Regions from separate parts of the Hordeum vulgare genome. Here all the other regions are linked to region 1. A link is a contact called in public Hi-C data. All regions are on one chromosome and are shown on one strand. The core of a region is the stretch at or near the end of the contact, and the rest is flanking DNA. Distances in the headings are between cores, read along the strand shown.

Region 1 (2,569 bases), core at 44-2,543:
AGAATTTTTTGTCAACTATTTTTATACGGCATATAAAGGAGATTTTATCGGGCCAATGATAAGTGTATGTCTTTGATCACATTTTTCACATTTTTATACTCACTCCGTCCAAGATTATTTGTCGTAAAAATGAATAAAATTGAATGTATCTAGAACTAAAATACATCGAGATACGTTCATTTATATGACAAGTATTTTCAAACGGAGAGAGTATTAGTTTACGGAGTGAAGCTCCACTGACAGTCTCAAAATATGGACTGTAGGATTTAAAAGAACTATTGGATTAACCTGTACAGATCCCAATCTTGGGTAGGGATTAGCAAACGGCAACAACCAATTCGACGAAATAGGAGATACATTAAAGTTGGTGCAGGAACTATTGGAATTATTGGTGGACGCCTTGCCATTCGCACTAAAAGGTTGGTCGGCTTAGAAAGCAAAGGCAACTGGCATGATCATCCTCTAATCACTTGTCAGAAATACTTGTGATCAAAGACGTCAAGGCCCACCTAGAACGTGAGATTATTCTTAGGTTTTGCAAGTGATAAATATAGGCATACAGCACGCATTATCTATCTGTGCGTCTATCTCTTGCACCTGGCGAGGATTTTTGGCATGGACAGCTCAGCCGAGCTCCCCGATTCATACAATCCGTTTCTGTTTTCGAACAAGGAAAGATCCGGACGTATTCACCCTCAAAGGAAGTGATACATTGCACCACCACGCCACGGCAATTCACGAAAATTATTGGTCCGTGTACTCATAAGTATCTTGCACTGCTGGCTATACAAGAGCATTTCCCCAATATTGGCAAAAAGACTCGTGTACGTCGTCCACATGGAGGTAACTTGTAAGCAATATTGGCAAAAGGCCTTTGATTGTCAAAAGAAATGACCATGGTTGAAAATGACCCCGATCTTTCGGCCATCGTTCTGAGGGCTCTGACGGAGCTACGTTTTCTGGAAGTGTAACTGTGGTGGACTTTCAAGATTTTTTTTGTGTGTCACCGGCAAGGAATTCTGAACCGTAAAACGAAACAACTGTAACATGTGAGCTATGTAAGCCGCCATCATCACTGACGTAGATCACACACATTCCGCCTACGTACAGCACAGACGTACTTTTTTTTTTTTCTGTACACGTACAGAAGAACTCATAACGGTGGTGCCAAGCACCGATCCATGCCATTGGTGCTCGATCCAACGGCCTGGATCAATCGCATACAGCGTCACCGGCTGAATGTTAGGCTGTACCCCTGTGTGGTGCGCCTATATATAGAGGACGGAGAGCACGGCTACTCGAAAAGTAAAACCTCTCGTGCACTGCATACTCGATCATCAAACCTTGTTGCCCTGCTTTCTCCTCTGTTTCCTCGAGGCCAAGGAAGAAGAAGCCGACGATGGTGGTCCTTGCCAAGGGCGAGCTGGAGCAGATAGCCCTGCCGGCGGCGCAGCCGCCGCTGGCCCACGTGCGGGCGATCGACCTGTCCGCCGCCCCGGGGCCCGGCCGCGACGCCGCGGCGCGCGCGCTGGTGTCCGCGTGCGAGGAGCAGGGCTTCTTCAAGGTGACCGGCCACGGGGTGCCGCTGGAGCTCGTGCGCGCCGTGGAGGCGGCCGCGGCGGAGTTCTTCGCGCTGCCGCAGGCCGAGAAGGAGGCCGCCGCCGGCCGGCCGCTCGGGTACGGCAGCAAGCGGATCGGCGTCTCCGGCGACCTCGGGTGGATCGAGTACCTCCTGCTGGGCGTCACCCCCGCCGGCGCGCTGCCCGCCGCCTCCTTCGCGTCCTGGACATTGCCGTGCGCGGGCGCCGCCGTGGCGTCGTCGTCCGAGCACCCCTGCCCCTTACGGTGAGTTCGTCCGTTCGTTCGCTCGTTCGCCACCCATGCACGCTGGACATTTTCAGTTTACATTCGCCATCCGCGTTTGCACCGGCACCCGCTCCCTCCGCTGACAAACACATGCACATGCACACATGCCACGCCACGTTTTTTTCCCCCGCCCTCTCATGAAGTCATGATCTGCTCAGCTCAGAATGCTAGCCCGAACAGTCCAATCACTGTCAGTTGTTGGAGAGCACTACCTGAACTGAACTCCTAAAGTGTAGCAAAGGTGAATCTTAGCTAGCAACACCGGTCAATTTAGCTAGGTCTCCAAAGAAACGTCAATGAGCTTAACACGATGCTCTCTCTATGTATATTTTCGAACAATAGTTTCAGAGTTCCTGAAAAGCAAATTTGAAAATACAAGAAGGAGAATTTCCGCGGATAAGATTGGCCTTTCGTGGCCGCGTGGAGCTTCACTATTTATCGCGGCCGACGTACGGAGCCGGCGAATCTTTAACGTTTGACTCACGTGCGGCGGCGACGTAACGATCCGCCCGTTCCTTTCGATCACTCTCTACTTGCCGTGCTGCCCCGTTCATACGTGTCGGCGTCGCCGTGCACCCGTGTCGACGCGCCGCCCGTCCAACTATGTACGCACGCACGCTGCCTTTTCTGCCGCTCCGGTGACGTGCTGCCGTTTACACTCCACACCGCCGCGCCCCCATCTCTATCCGCATTCCATCTCTTT
Region 2 (2,569 bases), core at 37-2,536, 450 kb after region 1:
TATTAATTAGCAAAATCACATTAAATTTTTTGTTTTCCTCTACATCTTGATCACGGTGCACAATCTAAGACGGCCTATACACCGAGACGGAGGGAGTACCTTCCTTTTGGATACATGCAAACTAAAGTGATGAAGACAATCAATTAATATATAGATGTCCTGCATTAGCTCAATCAAAGCTAACTGAGACAAGTATGCGATGTGTCTAAATACAATGCAAATAACCGAACGCATCTTTGGTGAATATGTAGACAGAGTGTATTTTGTTCGTGAAATATATATCTGTTAAACGTGCACAGCAAGTAACAGTAATTGTCAACATTGAAGACCGAGTATATTTAGAAGCGAAGACCCGTGGAGATATCAGTTAGAGGGTGCTTGGATACGTTTTAGTCCCATGATTAAAAGTAATGAGACTGAAACTTGCTAGTCCCACCCATGCTTGGATCCAAATACTAAAGAGACTAAAATCAAGTTAATAAGCATTTATTATCCTTCAAACCCTCCAATCGAGAACTTGCTGAAGAGTTCAATGAGGAGAGAGATGACTAATGCACATTTTAGTACGGGTACCCGTGACTAAAATATTTTAGCCTCAAGACTTGTTTTAGCCTCTATTTAGTCAGGGGTGCTTGAAACTTTAGCCTCTTAAAGAGACTAGTTTTAGTCAGACTAGTTTTAGGTGGTGTTTCTTTACAAGGACTTTTTGCTCTAGGGACTAAAAAAATTCCCTTTTAGTCCCATGTGAAAGAAACAGGAGGAACTTTTAGGGACTAAAAGGGGGTGTTTGGGACTAAAGGAAGAAGTCCCTATGAGAGGGACTTTTTTGACACATTTTCCAACAATGTCCCTACTTTTAGCATGTCATTTAATAACTTCTAGCACATTATTAGGGGTAACATGGTCTTTTTGCATGTCATTTAATGACTTTTAGTCTCTGTTTAGTCCCTGAAAAGAAACGGGTAGGGACTAGGGACTTTTTAGTTAGGACTAAAAAAGTCCTAGGACTTTTTAAAAAAACAGGACCTTAGTCCCTTGGATCCAAGCACCCTCTTACTCACTGTACAATCCAAATGTACCGTCTAATTAATCACATTAAACAATAGTAGTACTACTTAATTACCTCTGTAATTTCCCCTCCAGTTTTTTTTTACCTCTGTAATTACGCGACGTCCGCATTACACCAGCGCATAGACTACGTCCACGCGGAAAACCAGCCCCGCTTCGTCGCGCCCGTCCTTTTCGCCTCGGTTCCGGGCATATATTTTCCACACCGCAAATGGCCAAAAACCCCGTAAAAGCAAAACCCACCCGCGACTAATCGACGCCATTAGCGAGAGCACGAGCGCGGCACATCGCATCGCATCGCACGCGAACCTTCCCCCCTCCTCCTCCCCTCCCGCACTCCAGTCCTGAGCCTGCACCCGCCTCTGTAGAATCCCATTCCCACCAACCAATCCGCCCCGCGATTTGATCAGGGCCGGTGCCCGCTGCTCGTCGGCGTGTGGCGTGTGCGTCGACTGTCGAGGCGGCCGCGCGGATGGCAGCGGTGGCGGAGGGCTCGCCCGCGGCCGCGCAGGCGGCTTCCGCGGCAGCGGCGGCGGCAGCCGCGGCCAAGGAGGCGGAGTACCACAAGGACGTGCAGAAGCTGGTGGACCTGCTGTCCAAGCTGAATCCGGCCGCCAAGGAGTTCGTCCCGTCCTCCGCGGCCGCGACGCCCAGGAAGGGGCTGTCGGCGGACGCGCCCGTGTTCTACTACGGCTCGATCGGAGGCCGCAACGGGGGGATCGGCGCCGACGCCGGGTACATTGGGTACCAGCAGCGCATGGTAAAATTCCGCACCAGCCTCTTTACCGGCATCAATCATTCAGGGGCTGGACTTAATTGGGTTGGAAGGCTCGGATCGTTGCGGGTGGTCTTCCGTTGTGATGGGATTTGATTAGCTTTTTGCGTTAGTTGATACGTTAGGATTGGATACGTTATCTTTTCCCCTCATTTGTGTTGGGTGGCGTTACCGGGGGTTGGTGGTTTGCGTGGGGTGGTTGTTGGCCTTCTTTAGTGAAAGCCTTGCCCTGTTCTTCTTTCCGAGGTTCCCTTGGTTATAGTGAGGTGTCGCTTCAGAGTCACGACTAGTGCACTATCTATCTGTGAGATGTGTTTTCTATGCTGCTTAGATCGTCGGTGTGTTTGATTAATATTCTGGGTTTTAGAGTACTATCGATTCGGTTTGTTTTGGGTAAAACATCTCAGTTCATGTGAGTTGTAAAGCTATGCTGTGCTAGTGTTCTGTATTTTGTAGATGATGATTACACGATTCTACAGTGGCAGGATCTCATTCTAGAAAGTTATTCTCCTATCTAAACAAGTAAGCGTATCATTTTACTTAAAAATTCAGATAGATGTAAAAATCCAAATATTAAACATATCATATCTGTAACTGTCATCTAATCTACTCGTACACCTTCCTATAATTAGGTAGTCTCTGAATCTAGCAATTCAGTCCAGAGAAAACATAATTTGGAATGAGGATTTCTTTTCAGTTTGGTAGAGCCATTCATTTTTAGATATC
Region 3 (2,569 bases), core at 46-2,545, 390 kb after region 1:
GCTCCCTATCGTCACACAAAGTGACGATAGTCTGTTTTAGCCTACCGTCACAACGGATGACGTTAGAAAAAAAATCTGATTTTTTTTTTTCATTTAAGGGTGAGATCCGATAGAACTTTTTAAAAAGATCAAAATGATGTAACGCGCGTTCATTCTGTTTTTGTGCCGACGCAAATCCGAATTAAATATGGACCTAACATAAATCGCGAGTGGAGAAAAAACGAACGAGTGTCCGTTTTCAGTGACACGTTGGACCGATGCTTTTGTCCGTTTCGATCCAAACGGCACCATGGAGTTGCTCTTCCGCCCATACTCGAACCGGAAAACGCAGTGCTGTAGAATCAATCAAACATTCAAACCACACAAGAACAGGAGCAGCCACAGGTGGCTCATCCCACATCCCACAAGCGCATGCAGCTGGAAGAGCCCGGTGAATCTCGCATGCGGTCCCGTGCTCCCTGCAACCAAAGCACTCCAGTTTCTCTGCCCCCCCCCCCCCCTGCAGACCGGCCCCCACGTGGACCCAGTCCCCCGGTCCCAGCTAGCGAGCGGGCCCACATCCAAGGGGGGGGGTATTTGGTACTATCACGGGTCGCACCACGAACTCGTCTTCCCGATAGTCACTTTCCCCACCCACCACGCTTCGCAGATCTCCCAGCCATCAATTCTCAAAACAAACAAAAAAGAAAGAATCCCACAGCCTTCAATGAAGCGGCCAATGATCCCAGAAATCCTGGGCCTACCCTTTTCCCCCGCCGCCTCCCCGACGGGTGGGCCACACACATCCTCGCGCAGGCTTTTCCAGAGTGGTATACGACCAAGCGCCGGTGCGGAAAGTTGCTCCTCGCCCGGCGGATATACGAGCGCCCCCCGGAAAGACGACAAAGCCACCCCTGCGAGGGTGCGGCCACGCGTGCGTACCAATCGGGGCTCGCAGGCTGACAGGTGGGCCCGTCCATGTGGGGCGATGGCGTGCTGGGAATGGGCATCGTCCAAGCGTTGGTACGGCCGCGTCAGGGTCAGGGATTGAGGGAGCAAGAAAGCCCTGGCGTGCCACGTCAGCCACGTTGGACGTGGCGAGGCCCGTCCGAGCGACGGTGACTGGCCCCTGCGTATGGGGCGGCCCCACGTGTCGGCCTGACGCGTCGCGGCGCGTATCCTTCGCCGCGGGTAGGTCTACGTTCGTTCACTAATTAAGGACTCTGCTGCTATCTGGACGGGGGAGAGAAAAAAATAAGACTCGGTCCCCTTCCAGACCTGCCGAGTAGCGCCCCGCACCCCAACCCAACCCCACCCCACCCCCTTTCCCACAGAGAAAAAAACAAGCCAAAGCTCTTCGTCTTTCAGGCGCAGCAGAGAGGGGAGCAGAGGGAGGAGGAGAAGGTACAGAGCAGCAGACGACGCAGGTGGGAAGGGCCTGCGACCGAGGCGGCCCCGCGTCTCCGATCACCCCCGCCGTGAGTGCTCCAACCGCTCCCCATCTCCGATCGCGCCCCCCGCTCGATGCTTCAGTTCGTCCAGGTCCAGCTAGGGCTTGGGGCCAGTCGCAATGCGGGGGTTTTCGGCGCGGGGTTTCCGGGCTGTATTTCTGCCTGTCTGGTCGCTTCCGAGCGCCGGGGGTTAGTGTTTCGAAGCGCGCCCGATGGGGAATTTCCTAGGGCTTTGGGTTTGGGGAGGGTTTTCGTCCGAATGTTGCGGGATTTTTCGGCGATTTTGTTCAGGTTGACTGGTAGGAGCGGTGGATTGTAGCGGTGGCGGCGGGTTTCCGATCGCGACGAAATGTGGCATGTTTTCATCGGCGGTTTTTGGGCGGTTGCGTGACCATTTGGGGGTACTGTCGGGGCTCGCCTCTGGTCGAAAAACTGCTGCCGGTTTACCTGCTTTCAAGTTAATCCTACATGGATTTGCTGTACCCGCAGTTTGATTTCTCCCAGAATTTTTTCTTCAACCTTCTGCAGTTTTAGCCTTCTGGTGTTGGGGTTTTAGGGGTATGATCAATGATGAGTCCGTGCAATCCCCTTTGACCCTAGGGTTTTCGTACGGAATGATAGCGACTTTTGCTTAATCTCATAATTAGATGGGTCCCTCCTTTAATTTTCGAACCTGCATTGTGTGTGTGGTTAAGAGGCTATTAGACTCTAGAAATCTGGTTCAGGTGTGATTTCTCTGCATGCACCTTGAGGAGTGTATGATTTGCATTTGGACCCCCAATTTGTTGTGATTAGATTAGCTTGTTGATGTGATTGTCAGGAGGCTTCTCCGTAATGCGGCAGTCAGGAAATCTGTTGAGCCGTAGAGGGAATGTGAAGTAATTTGCAGACTCTTGGTTGAATTCTCATTGCCAACACATGCGGTGCATGCTTGGTTTCAAGATGCATGATGATTATGTAGCTTGATTCACTTCTGGTGCATATTACAATATTTTTGGATATTCTTAGTTTAATTGATAATGGAGTTATTTTCCCTATTTCAGTTCTCCTATTGCCTAAGTAAGTACTGGCTTGAGCTACTATGAGTACCCAAGCTAAAGACAAATGCCCACTTTGCATGGAGACCATGGATTTGACAG

Evidence for each region. Hi-C and Micro-C count contacts between places; a contact is called where the count stands out from the background.
Region 2: a contact with region 1 is called in a Hi-C map of leaf, with 2.2 times the contacts expected there. The contact joins the promoter of LOC123443168 here to the promoter of LOC123443166 in region 1. A contact is called at or near these places in 2 of 6 Hi-C or Micro-C datasets (leaf and seedling).
Region 3: a contact with region 1 is called in a Hi-C map of leaf, with 5 times the contacts expected there. The contact joins the promoter of LOC123443167 here to the promoter of LOC123443166 in region 1. A contact is called at or near these places in 1 of 6 Hi-C or Micro-C datasets (leaf) and 1 of 1 datasets of contacts at active chromatin or transcription factors (embryo).

The regions. Positions count from the first base shown.
Region 1 is chr3H:113,691,074-113,693,642 of MorexV3_pseudomolecules_assembly, forward strand. It overlaps LOC123443166 (gibberellin 2-beta-dioxygenase 3-like), which reads left to right and starts at 1,294. Exons shown (of 3, transcript XM_045119457.1): 1 at 1,294-1,845. The coding sequence starts at 1,400.
Region 2 is chr3H:114,143,484-114,146,052 of MorexV3_pseudomolecules_assembly, forward strand. LOC123443168 (polyadenylate-binding protein-interacting protein 11-like) reads left to right here and starts at 1,287. Exons shown (of 10, transcript XM_045119460.1): 1 at 1,287-1,828. The coding sequence starts at 1,541.
Region 3 is chr3H:114,077,804-114,080,372 of MorexV3_pseudomolecules_assembly, forward strand. LOC123443167 (flocculation protein FLO11-like) reads left to right here and starts at 1,296. Exons shown (of 11, transcript XM_045119458.1): 1 at 1,296-1,457; 2 at 2,474-2,569. The coding sequence starts at 2,512.